2 separate regions of the Mus musculus genome follow, and region 1 is linked to region 2. A link is a contact called in public promoter capture Hi-C data. All regions are on one chromosome and are shown on one strand. The core of a region is the stretch at or near the end of the contact, and the rest is flanking DNA. Distances in the headings are between cores, read along the strand shown. Region 1 holds the start of Serpina3m (serine (or cysteine) peptidase inhibitor, clade A, member 3M). Region 2 holds the start of Serpina3j (serine (or cysteine) peptidase inhibitor, clade A (alpha-1 antiproteinase, antitrypsin), member 3J).

Evidence for each region. Capture Hi-C pulls out chosen DNA fragments and counts their contacts.
Region 1: a contact with region 2 is called in a promoter capture Hi-C map of liver. The contact joins the promoter of Serpina3m here to the promoter of Serpina3j in region 2. A contact is called at or near these places in 1 of 115 datasets of contacts at active chromatin or transcription factors (embryonic stem cells) and 3 of 9 other capture datasets (adipose tissue, liver and pancreatic islet).

What each region holds. Positions count from the first base shown.
Region 1 is chr12:104,384,228-104,391,070 of GRCm38.p6, forward strand. Serpina3m (serine (or cysteine) peptidase inhibitor, clade A, member 3M) reads left to right here and starts at 2,937. Exons shown (of 5, transcript NM_009253.2): 1 at 2,937-2,996; 2 at 4,837-5,485. The coding sequence starts at 4,849.
Region 2 is chr12:104,312,714-104,319,512 of GRCm38.p6, forward strand. Serpina3j (serine (or cysteine) peptidase inhibitor, clade A (alpha-1 antiproteinase, antitrypsin), member 3J) reads left to right here and starts at 1,857. Exons shown (of 4, transcript NM_001101472.2): 1 at 1,857-2,493; 2 at 4,569-4,842; 3 at 5,764-5,914. The coding sequence starts at 1,857.

The DNA.
Region 1 (6,843 bases), core at 1,687-4,186, 73 kb after region 2:
GGGCTCTAGAGACAGCACATTCCTGATTTGAATGGGCTACTCTGCCCATTTACCAAGTGACTTGGAGAGCTGATAGTTTTCTATAGGACTGTGACAGGAGAAGGCTCTTCAACAGATCCTGGATGCTGAATGGAGTCACATTAGGGGAATTCTGAGTGCTCATGAGAAAAATCCAAGAAAATAAGACAGGAGTCTTGCGACCTAAGGTTTTTCCAAATACAGAAAGTTGTTCTTGGATTACACTTGCTTGCACCTCCCAAATGGAGTGGACAGGAGGGAGTTTCCTTCTGATTATTCATTACAGCTGACTAGTGACATTGTTTATATGCCTATATGAAAAACCTGGGGGGGGGTGTTTGTTTGTTTTTTATTTTGTTTTGTTTAAACTAGTTGTAGCTTGTCCTTGTGATTGTACACTTACTGAGGCAACTCTACTTAACCAACTCTGTACAAATTATCTGATACTCTGAATAAAGTTAGCCATTGCATGAGACTTTATTCTGCCTCAATTTTAGGCACCCTTCTCCCAGGATGCACCACCAACTAGAGTGACGACAGGCTCCTGTATTACCATATGTTCTGAGCTTCCCATCATGAGATAGCTGATGTTTGACCCACCAAGTTATAAATTAGCACATGCATAGTAGCAAGTCACTATTAAAAGGAAATTACATTTACATGATCTGACACAAACAGATCCTGAAGGCACTACAAAGTTACATGAAGAAATTTCCCAAATGTCTGTAGTTTCCACTTTATTGACAGTGCTGTCTGCTGCCAACCATGCCCCTAGAGCCTCATGATGTGTACTCTATGATCCGTTGACAGAGGCAGAGAGTATTAGGACCTGTTTTACTTATGGTTATGCAAGTTATGTAGGTAACAGTAAGCCATGAGCAGATGGGGCATTGCAGCCCTTCCAGGGACAACCCTGAAGACAGCAGCAAAGGGACATCTTGGTTGATAGAAATTCAGGAAGTACTCATGGTCATGCATTTTGCTTGAAAGGACACATGGCCAGATGTGCAATTTGTCACTAATTCATGGATATTGCCAATAGATTCTGCATTCCCAGCCGAATGCTTGCAAAGAACATACTTGGAAAATTGGTGAAAAAGACATCTGGAAAAGAACTATGAGGAGAGATCTCTCCAGGTGGGAGAAGGAGGGGAAGATATTCATGTCCCATGTAAATGCTCATCCAATGTGACTCCAGCTGAGGAGAAGTTCAATTATGAAGTAGATAGAATGAACCATTCTAGGAGCAGTCAGCCTCTTTCCCCAGCCATCTCTTTCATTGTCAATGGGACAATGAAGAAGGGTGGTCATGGTGACAATGATCAAGGATACTTAGGGGCTTGAAAACAAGGACTGCTTTTCAGTAAGCCTGACCAGACCCTTGGAGGAGCATCCCACATACCATAATGTTTAGCTGTGTGGTCATGGGGAAATAACTAAGTTTCCTGTGTCTCAGTTTCCTCTTCCATGAAAGGGGCTGATAACAGCCTATAAGTCAGAGGGCCATCACACGAGTCACAGAGTGTGAGTGACAATCTCTATGTCCCTTTTGTCACTAGAGGCAATTCCTGCCAACAGGAGCTATTTGAACACTGCCTGGACACTTTCTATGCAGGAATACACAAATTGACCCTTTGCTGCTTTCATTTTGTGTGATGAAGGTGGAGGTGTCCATCTGTCCTGTGAGGTTGGTCGGCTGGGAATGCAGAGAAAGGCTATGGCACTGCCCTGAGTAGGAGTACTAGAGGGAGAGGAGCTGCTCTAACCAACAGGCTCCATGTAGCTGCAGGAGTTTGGGCTCCAACACTGTATCAGATGGAGGCAGATCCAGAAAAGGGCAGTAGGTGGCAAAGGCTAAGGCCTGGAGGAGGGAAAGAGTTAGGCAAGAACTGGGCACTGGGTAGTCACAGACATTGGAAATAGACCTAGGACAGAACTGGAGCCAGCAGACCCTGAACTGTAGACTTTGAAACTGTGAGTCAAACCAAACCTTTGCTTTGCTCAATGGGTTCTCCTAGATCACTCAGTTCTATTCCATTGATCAACATGCCTGTGTTCATGCCAATACCATGGGGGTTTATTACTATTGCTCTGTAGTACAGCTTGAAATCAGGGATGGTCATACCTCTAGAATTTCTTTTATTGTACAAGTTTTTTATACCTATCCTGGGTGTTTTGTTTTTCCATATGAAGTTGGGAATTGCTCTTTCAAGGCCTGTAAAGAATTGTGTTGGAATTTTAATGGGAATTTCACTGAATCTGTAGAATGCTTTTGTTATAATATCCATTTTTACTAGGCTAATCCTACCAATCCATGAGCATGGATATCTTGCCATATTCTAATATCTTCCTCAATTTCTTTCCTCAGAGAGTTGTAATTCTTGTCCTTGCTTGGTTAGAATTAAACCAAGAACCTAATAAAAAAAATAAATAAAATAAAAAAAAAGAATTAAACCAAGATATTTAGTATTATCTGTGGTTATTGGGAAGGATGTTGTTTCTCTAAGTTCTTTCTTAGCCCGTTTAATATTTGTATAAAGGAGGGCTACTGATTTTTTTTTAGTTAGTTAGTTAGATAGTATTTTTAAATGACTTAGATTATCAAGCTGCAGCCCTCCCTGGCAAAAAGTAGGGTAGAGTCTGGTTTTGCTTGTGATTTCTCCCCTTTTCTACATCATTGAAGCATTTGATAAACAAAAGACATACCCAGGAGATCCAATGGGCTTGTGTAGAAAAGAGATGGGAATTGCCCCATCAGGAGGCAGTTCTGATAGAGACTACAAATCCATGTTACCAGAAATCTTCCTGTCTGACGAGTTGTAAACTGACCACAGAGCACAGCTTGTCCATGCCAGCATTTCCTAAGAGGAGGGAGGAGCCCTTGGGAGGAATAAATAGGCATCACTGTTCACTGGGGAGATGCCAGGCAAGCCAACAACCCTGAACATCAGGAGTCAGCTATCACAGAGGCTCTGCAGGTAATGCCCGGGATTCCTTGACTCCATGAATAGAAAAGGCACTGCCCCAGGACTGTGTGGTACTAGCTATGGCCTACAACATGTGTTTGTGTGGCTGAGGCAAGAGCTTTGACTGAGATAGTGGCTTACAATCAGGGAATATTTCTGGGGTTCACAAAATCTTCTCTCTGGACTGTTTCTCTTGCCAATGGAAGATGCAGATGCTGTGGTCTCTACTCATGGACAGTAAATGGAGTCTGCTTCTCTGACTCCACAGGGATGAAGTTTTGAGAACTTGCATAGCATGCTGCTGTCATAGGTAGGGTAAGACGAGACTGTTGCACAGTCACTCTGGATGAGGTGACAGCTCTTTCTTGCTCACATCACAAAGAAGATGCCTGGTGGAGGGGGTTGGGACCCCACTTCCTTCTTATATACCAGATCCTCTGGCCAAGCAGAGGGGCTTCAGCCACAACTAGGGAAGCAAGGAAGGCACAGTTGCTGAGCCACGTCTCTTGCTGTACGAATTAAGCAACCTCTTTTCTCTCTAAATAATTTTGGCACAAAATATTGCTTAGTGCTTTCTCCAGCTCCCTGTGTACTATTCTAGTTCTTTCCCAGCCTTCTTCACTTCCCTTCCTCCTACTTTCTCTCCCTCTCCCTCCTCCTATTCCCCTACCCCTCCCTCTTCCTATTTCCTTACCCCTCTTTTTCCCATTTCTCTCTCCTTCCTTTCTCCACACTTCTACTCTCCCAGTTCTCCTCTCTCCCCATCCTCCCTCCTCCTTCTTCCCTCCCCCTTCTCTCCTCTCTTCTCTCTTCTCCCTCCTCCTTCCTTTCTCCTCTACCCGTCCTCCTCTCTCCTTTTCCCTCCCTCCTCTCTCATCTCTCCTCTTCCCCCTCTCCTCTCTCCACTCCTTCCTCTGTCTCCTGTTCCTTTACCATTCACCTTCAACTTTACACCTGAACAAATGATCAGAGGCTAAAGGTAGATAGCCATGATTGCAAGCTTTCAACTATAGTGCATTAGGATGCCTGTGCCCCCCTAACTGGGTATATATAGAGGATATGGACCCCTAGGCATTCCAGAAAATCATTTCCAATTCCCACAACAAGCTAGCCACTTACCAATACTGTAACTTGGACCTCTCACCAAGCTGTACAGAGAGGTCCACGCATTTGCTTGCTATCACACAGCCAACAAGAAATCTGGTCCAGAGATCAGAGACTAGTACAGCTCTTTCTTATTCACACCAGGAGGCCTTCCAAGCCTGGGGTACAAAGCACCATGCTGTTCCTTGACAGAGCTGAGAGAACTTTCCCCTGTGTGTCCTTCCACTGCTGGTTCCCATGGGTCCAGGATTTCTGCACTGCATGAGACATCTCTCCCACTGCCTTTCAACTAATCCAACACCTTGCTTTCATGAGCCAAATGAACTCAGACATCACAGACTTGTCATCAAAGGGCTAAGATAGGACCTATGATAAAAAATGCTCCAAGATTCCAGAGTTCAGCCTGAGAAGGGGGCAGCTGGAGGTGACACAAGTGCAAAGTGCAGACAGGGCTCACACCCATCCCCCACTCCTATTTTGGCTTGGCTTGTGACACTAACATGTCCCTTCAAATCTCTGGATCTTGGTTCTCTACTATGAAAATTGGCTTCTGCAACAGCACTTCCTCTATGGTAATAGGGGGCTCATGATGGAGTACTGAATCTGAGAGGCCAGATCACCTCCTGTGGACAGTCAAAGAGACAGGAAGGGCAGCAGAGCAGGGCACAATGCCAGACAGGTGGGAAAGCTAGGAAATGGTCAGAGCACCAGCTGGTCCTCCAAGACTCAAAGGATGTTTTCCTTCCAGACTGCACAGAAGATGGCCTTCATTGCAGCTCTAGGGATCTTAATGGCTGGGATCTGTCCTACTGTCCTCTGCTTCTCAGATGACACATGGGGAATAGATATTCTATTACATAAAAACCAAGAAAGTGGGACACCAGATGACAGTCTCACATTGGCGTCCATCAACACTGACTTTGCCTTCAGCCTGTACAAGAAGATGGCTTTGAAGAATCCAGATAAAAATATTGTCTTCTCCCCACTTAGCATCTCAGCTGCCTTGGCCCTCGTGTCCCTGGGAGCAAAGGGCAACACCCTGGAAGAGATTTTAGAAGGTCTCAAGTTCAATCTCACAGAGACCTCTGAAGCAGACATCCACCAGGGCTTTGGGCACCTCCTACAGAGGCTCAGCCAGCCAGAAGACCAGGATCAGATAAACATAGGCAATGCCATGTTTATTGAAAAGGACCTGCAGATCCTGGCAGAATTCCATGAGAAGACAAGGGCTCTGTACCAGACTGAGGCCTTCACAGCAGACTTCCAGCAGCCTACTGAGGCCACAAAGCTCATCAATGACTATGTGAGCAATCAGACCCAGGGGATGATCAAGAAACTGATCTCAGAACTGGATGATAGGACATTGATGGTGCTGGTGAATTACATCTACTTTAAAGGTGAGAGAGGTCACTACTTAGGAGTGGAGGGAAAGGATCCGGGCTGCGTACCTGTGCTATAAGATGTCCATTGTAAAGGAGATGCCCATAGCCTTGGGTGCCTAGCTTCTTGTTTCTCACCAGTCTCCTCTTCTGAGCTGTCTCTGGACAATAGTTGTGTTTCTTGGTACATGCTCAAGAGAAGTCTTGAGTCCTCAGTCTACAAGGGTTGCTTATTGGCTATGACTTAACCTCACTTAAAAGCAGAATATTTTACCTCACATGTTCAATCCTACCTTCTGGTCCGAAGCTATGACTACTCCCTGCAGAGACCAATTCCCTCAGTATTCCCACTGCAGGTATTTCTAATATGTTCCTATAGCAGATGTCCATACCTGCTGGAGAGCCTCTGTCTCTAGGAGAGTATGGGCTTGGGACTTCTTGATCATAAGGAGATCAGAGACAGTAATTGGGACATGGAAGGTAGCATAACCACAAGTAGTGAAGAGCCCTGTGGGCAGGTTTGGTGCAGTACTTCTCCTCTGAGCTTTTTCTGTAATGAACTGGTCCTGGGTATAGAGAGGCAGGGACTGGGTAAGAGCCCTTAGAGATGGGGAAGTGTCAGCCAGGCAAAGTTCTATGTCTAGAGTCTGACTGCTTTGTGTAAATTTGCTTTTGTAACATAACTAGCCATTTAGCCAAGACACATTCCTTGTTCAAGGAGTCTGATGAGACTTGGGGTACAGGATAGTTGGAGACTCAGCTGGATACCGTTATAGGTAACGGTACTGGGGGGGAAATCCAGAGATCCCATACCCAACACATCCTCCCCGATAAGACAGGGAGCAAGGTGACAGCCCTGAAATTGGTGACTGACAGAAGTCATGATGTAACCAGACTTGGGGTGGATTTGGAGCTAAAGTTAGTCCAGGGTAGAGGGAGGGCAGCTCTGGTCTATAGGCAGAAAATAAAGATGACAATAGAGAAAAAATAGGACAGGATGTCAGAGTACAGGAGGACAGAGGATAGAAGACAGGATAGCTCCAGAACTGCTGAGGGCAGGGGATGGTGGAAGAGGAGTGACAGCCTGAAGGGTTAAACTAGAGGATATGGTTCTGTCAACTCTCCCCAGACCCAAGTTCAAGTGCTGCTTGCTGTGAGGTGGGATGTATGTCTGGGCTGAAAGATGCCAAGAGCAAGAAATTGTTTCACTATCAAGTCCCATAGTGTACATTGGTAGTGGGGACAGAAACTAGCATTCCTGGATAAGCCTGAGCTGGTATTTGTGATTTGTGGCCCATGTGTGAGATGAGGACTCATTGCCCATGTGTTAGTCCACAAGCTATGGATTATGAACTACTCATGATGTGGGAGAACTC
Region 2 (6,799 bases), core at 607-3,106:
GGCATCTGGGTTTTTTCCAGCTTTTGGCTATTATAAATAAGGCTGCTATGAACATAGTGGAGCATGTGTCCTTCTTACCAGTTGGGACATCTTCTGGATATATGCCCAGGAGAGGTATTGCTGGATCCTCCGGTAGTACTATGTCCAATTTTCTGAGGAACCGCCAGACTGATTTCCAGAGTGGTTGTACAAGCCTGCAATCCCACCAACAATGGAGGAGTGTTCCTCTTTCTCCACATCCTCGCCAGCATCTGCTGTCACCTGAATTTTTGATCTTAGCCATTCTGACTGGTGTGAGGTGGAATCTCAGGGTTGTTTTGATTTGCATTTCCCTGATGATTAAGGATGTTGAACATTTTTTCAGGTGCTTCTCTGCCATTCGGTATTCCTCAGGTGAGAATTCTTTGTTCAGTTCTGAGCCCCATTTTTAATGGGGTTATTTGATTTTCTGAAGTCCACCTTCTTATTGCTCACGGCTCGCGATTGTTCATGGCACGGCTCTCCACATCTCCCCTTCATCTTCCCCTTGGCTCCCTCACCCTATCCTCTGCTCCCTCTCCTATAGCCCCACCCCTCCCTCTTTCTTGCACTTTCTCACTTATCCTTCTCCCATAATCCATGTTATCCCCTCTCTCCCTTATCCTTCCTTGCCTTTTCATTCCTTTCTCATCTACTTTCCCATCTGAACTCCAGTACAGTGTACACAGAGGCTACGTCTTGGCAATCATGTTTACCATGATCACAAGATTCAACTGTGATCTCTACTGAAGGGGAGTATGGATGAGTTGACCCTCTGGACATTCTCCACATCCACTCCAACAGTGTAATAAGCCAGACACTTTGGCCAATTATGTCATTGGCCACACAACAGGCTGCACAGAGAGGTCTAGATATTTGCTTGCCAACACACAGCCACCCTGTCATTCATATTGAAGTCTGGTACAGGTATCTGTCTTAGTCAGGGTTTCTATTTCTGCACAAACATCATGACCAAGAAGCAAGTTGGGGAAAGAAAGAGTTTATTCAGGTTGCACTTCCACATTGTTGTTCATTACCAAAGGAAGTCAGGACAGGAACTCACACAGGGCAGGAACTTGGAGGCAGGAGATGATGAACAGACCATGGAGGGGTGGTTCTTACTGGCTTGGGATTGCTCAGCTTGCTTTCTTAGAGAGCACAGAACTACCAGCCCAGGGATGAAACCACCCACCATGGGCTCTCCCACCCTTGATCACTAATTAAGAAAACGCCTTACAGCTGGATCTCATGGAGCCATTTCCTCTAAGGAGGCTCCTTTCTCTGTGATAGCTCCAGCTTCTGTCAAAGTGACACACAAAACCAGCCAGTACAGAATCATAGGATCAAACTTTTTTTTTCTTCCAGCAAGGAGGCCTTCCAAGCCTGAGCAATGTAGTACTGTGGTAGGGTTGAAAGGACTTCTCCCTATTGGTCATTCTAATAGATACTCTCAGGGGTGACAGGGCTTTGGCAATGAGCCAGATATCTCCACAGCTTACTCTCAATCTCCCTACTCCCAGAAACATACACTAGATTCAGCCCAGTGATGTGAGATTTCTTAGACATACTTTCTGGAATTAGGAGTGAGCCATAGACTTCAAAATTCATACAAGTTTCCTTCTCAGAGTATGGACTAGAGATTGGTGATAGGAAAGGGTACAAGGAAAAAGGAAGAGGGCTCCCTGCCTCCTAATAGCCTTATGCCAATCCAGAATGGAGATGAGATTACAGAGCGTTTGTGCCCATCTCTGTGGGTTTTTTTTTCCTCCTAACCCTGTGAGACTGGAATGAACCACACTCAAAGGATATTTTTTCTTTCAGGCTGGAGAACATAGAAGATGGCCTTCATTGCAGCTCTGGGGCTCTTGATGGCTGGGATCTGCCCTGCTGTCCTCTGCTGTCCAGAGGACACATTAGGAAAGCACACTCCAGTCCAGAAAGACAGAGACCATGAAACACAACTGGACAGTCTTACATTGGCCTCCATCAACACTGACTTTGCCTTCAGCCTCTACAAGAAGCTGGCTTTGAAGAATCCACATAAAAATTTTGTCTTCTCCCCACTTAGCATCACAATTGCCTTGGCCTCCCTGTCCCTGGGAGCAAAGGGCAACACTCTGGAAGAGATTCTAGAAGGTCTCAAGTTCAATCTGACAGAGACCCCTGAGGCAGACATCCACCAGGGCTTTGGGCACCTCCTACAGAGGCTCAGTCAGCCAGGGGACCAGGTACAGATCAGCACAGGCAATTCAATGGTTGTTGAAAAGCACCTGCAGATCCTGGCAGAGTTCAAGGAGAAGGCAAGGGCTTTGTACCACACTGAGGTCTTCACAGCAGACTTCCAGCAGCCTCGTGAGGCCAGAAAGCTCCTCAATGACTATGTGAGCAATCAGACGCAGGGGATGATCAAGGAACTGGTCTCAGACCTGGAGGAGAGGACATCCATGGTGATGACGAATTTTGCCCTCTTTAACGGTGAGAGTGGTCACTGTTAGGTAAATGGAGGGAGAGGATGCTGCCCGAGAACCTGTGTCCTTACACTGACCACTAGAGAGGAGATGCTCAGGCCCCAGAGCCATGTGTGTCTAACTGCTAAATATCCACAGCCCTTACCTCTCTTCTGAGATTTTTTGAACAGTGATGTAATTCTGGTACTTGCCCAACAGAAACCCTGAGCTGTCTATCTAGGAAGGCTGATCTGAGCTGTGACTTAAAGTTACTGACTAGCAGAATGTCATATCTTCTACTGACAGTCCTAGCTGATTATGCAGAAGCCATGGCTACTCAGTACACAAATGGAATCCCTCAGTCTTCCTAGAGCAGGCATTTCTAATGTACTCCTATAGGAGGTGTCCAGCCCTGCTGGAGAGCCTTAGGCTGAATCAGGATCCAGGTGGGCTGGGACTTCTTGATCTAAAGGAGAGTGATGACACTAATCTCAAAGGGAAAGCATCATAATACAAAACTAGTGAAGAGCCTGGGGGCAGCTCCTATAAAGGGCTTCTCCTCTGAGCCTATTGTGTAATGAGCTGGTTATGGGCATGGAGAAGCAGAAACTGGGAAAAATCCACTAGAGAAGGGGAAGTATCAGCCAGTGGTCTGTGTTTATTGTTTGGCTGTTTCGTGGACTTTTACTTTTATAAAATTAATAAACAGGCTGCCTAAAGTCTCAAAATTCCCATGACATATTCCTGGCGCAGGGGATCTGCTGGGGCTTCAGTTTATGGTAGTTGGAGATTCACCTGGAGATGTTATGGGTATGGGGAATTAGGGAAAATCCAGGATCCAACACATCTGCTAGGATATGTACCAGGAGCAAGGTGACAGCCCAGACACCATTACCTGATGGAATCATTATGTAACCAAACCTTGAGTGGATCTTGAGTTAATTAAAGTTAGTCCAGGGTAGAGGGAGGGCAGACCTGGGATAAAGACAGAAAATCAAGGTGAAAATGGACAGAAATATAGGTCAGGAGGACAGAGGACAGGAGGGCAGGAGGACAGAGGATAGAAGGACAGGAAGACAGCAGACAGGAGGCCAGAGGACAGGAGGACAAGTGGACAGGAGGACAGAGGACAGGAGGACAGGAGGACAAGAGGACAGGAGGATAGGAAGACAGAGGGCAGGAGGACAGAGGACAAGAGGGCAGGAGGACAGAGGACAAGAGATCAGGAGGACAGAGGACAGGGGGACAGAAGGACAGAGGATAGAAGGGCAGGAGGACAGAGGATAGAAGGGCAGGAGGACAGAGGACAGAGGACAGGAGGGAAGGAGGACAGAGGACAGGACAGAGGGCAGGAAGGCCCCAGTGCTGCTGTGGGCAATGGATGGTGGAAACAGAGTGACAGCCTGAAGGTTTAGACTGCAAGACATGGTTCTCTCAACTCTCCCCAGGATACAGGCTCAAGTGCTGCTTGCTGTGAGGTAGGATGTATGTCTGCTAGATCCTAAGCCCAAAAAAATGTTTCTGCACCAAGGGCTCTTCACTAGTTTCTCAATTGTGTTGGTTGTGTGGACATAAAGTAAGAATCTGGAATTAAACAAGAGCTGATATTGTGATTTTTGTGTGGTAGCCATAGTCGATTGTGTGTGATGGAGACCCATGTCTTAGCCCACAATCTATGAGACTATGGACTGATTACAATATAGCAGACCAAACTCTCTGCTGTTCTCCCTGAAACTTGTCCCATAAGACATTGCCTTCTAGATATGGCTCCCCTGGGGAAGACAGGACCCACAACTCTCCCCTGTCTCCATTCTCTCCTCCTTCACTCTTCTCTCTCTTACACTCTGTACCCCAGATCACTGACTGTCAGGAGCTCAGGTGGCCAGGCTGTAGTTTTGAGGTCTTTCCAAACTAAACCTGGATCCTCATTGCTACCAGTTTGTCTACCTATCAAAGTTTTTCCAGTTCAGGATATGCCACCACAGGGACATTCTGAGTGACTGAAGATAGATGGATTGCTGTCACAACTCAGAAGCTGAGCAGAGATGGGGAGGAGGTAGATTGTTTCTATTGCTACAATCTGATGGTTTGCTCCTTCTTTAGGTAAATGGAACATGACATTTGACCCTTATGAAACGTTCATGGGGACATTCATAGAGGACAGGAGGACACCCGTGAAGGTGTCCATGATGAAAATGAAGGAACTGAGGGCACCCTACTTCCGGGATGAGAAAATGAAATGCACTGTGGTGGAGCTGAACTACAAAGGCAATGGCAAGGCCATGTTCATCCTCCCTGACCAGGGCAAGATGAAGCAGGTGGAAGCCAGCTTACAACCAGCAACTCTGAGGGGATGGAGGAAATCTTTGAGGCCCAGGTGCATGCCCACAGGTCTCAGACTGTCACTGATCCCTGTACTTCAGTTGTGCTGATGGCCAGTGTCCCTGTACCTAAGATTCTCACTTATATCCAGTGTAATGGTTAAAGTGTCAGCAGGGGATAGGTGGAGTTTTGTTGAATTCCCTTCCTCTGTCCCAGTTGTTTGAGGCCTGATTTTACTATGGTTTTTGTTGTTGACAAGAAGAGATCAGCTCAAAGAAGGAATGAAGTTTCCTGTGTCTCTAATAGGCTGTAAATGAAAAGGAGTCTTGAATGTGTCTTTGGAAGGCAGAGGGAATTGTGGTGAGATATTAACTCTGAGAATCAACCAATGCATTCCCTTATCAGCCATTCATTCACCACTCATGGAACGGTGACTGGAAGACCTACTATGTTCCAAGCTCTGACTTAGACTCTGAGAAAGTATCAGAGAAGAATGGGCAAAAATTCTCATCCTTGTGGAATATGTTGTAATTGAGGAAGAGATGGGGGGGGTAAAAATAGAACTAATTATTTAATACGTTGAAGATGATGGTGAGTTGAGGTGGCAGACTTGTGAAGGACAACCAAGGTTAAGGATAGCTGGAGAGTGATTCAGTGTCCAGTGTGAATAGAAGGGTCACCAGGTGATATCTGAGGTATGACAGGGAAGGGCTGCATTTGTGGATCTAGGAGGAAAGCATTCTCAGTCAAGGAACAGCTAGTTTCAAGTCAGGTTGTCTGTCTACTGTTCACACTCTCAGGCTCTGATGAACAGTTAATAACGTAGGGAGAGCAAGACCTCATGGTCTTGGCATGGATGAAAAGAGGGCTCTGCTCCAGTGAGACGACTGTTATAGAACGCTGCTCCTGAAACGTAAGCTGGTTTGAGCGGGGCGCAGATTCCAGTGACTCTTTCATTACTCTTCTTTATCCTCAGGATGATAGATGAGCTCTACCTACCCAAGTTCTCCATATCCAAAAACTACAGACTGGAGAACATCCTTCCAGAACTGGGTATCAAGGAAGTCTTCTCCACACAGGCTGACCTGTCAGGGATTTCAGGAGGCAAGGATGTAAGAGTCTCTCGGGTAAGACAAGAAACAAAGTCATTCACTATGGGTCCTAAATGTAGACAGTGAAGACCATGTGGGCATCTGGGGATGTTCAATGTATGAGAAAACCTGCATGACTGAGATCCCTCATGCCTGAGAGAGATAAATGATAGCCTAGATACTCCTTCTCAAAGTGTGCAGCCAATGGCTCCTTTGCCCCCCAGGACTTGACCTCATGCAGGAGTCAATGATGGGGAATGTGCCTGTGCTTGGTTTTAGACCACATGGGTCCCAACCTGTGCTGTACTGCAGGGCTCCCCACAATCTACTGCAGTGCTCCCTGCAATCTACTGCAGAGACACCCACAATCCACTGCAGAACCCAAGCACACCCAGCCTCTGCTTGCTCAGTGCAGTGCTGGGCCAATGCTACTTGCTTGACCAACACACAGAATAGTAGCAGTAACAGCAGTACAAGGGAATCAATAGCAGTTCTGATGAAAACCCTAGGAATAGGAGAAAAATACCTTAGGCCCACCTACTACATTCTTAGCTACACAGTCTTTCAGACTCTAGTGTTCTGTCCTGTACCTACTCAGAGCCCTGAGCTCAGATCTGAACCAGCCAGGCATGGCTGTCTGGAAATATGAAGCTATGCCCTATGCATTGCTGATGAATATCCCAAGGAGATAGGAGCAGGAGTGGTACTGATACCTGTACAGCACTCTGGCTGTTCCCTGTCAGGGTGTTGGGAGGCTGCCTGTGGGGAAACCTGTTATCTACTCCTGTCCTCCTGTTGTAGTGGGTTTGAGGGTGGCACTGTTTCACACACTGAGCAGACCAGGGCATCCCTCATCTCACAGCCTGAGTAGAGTCTTGCAGAAACAAACAAACAAAAACAAACAAACAAACAAACAAACAA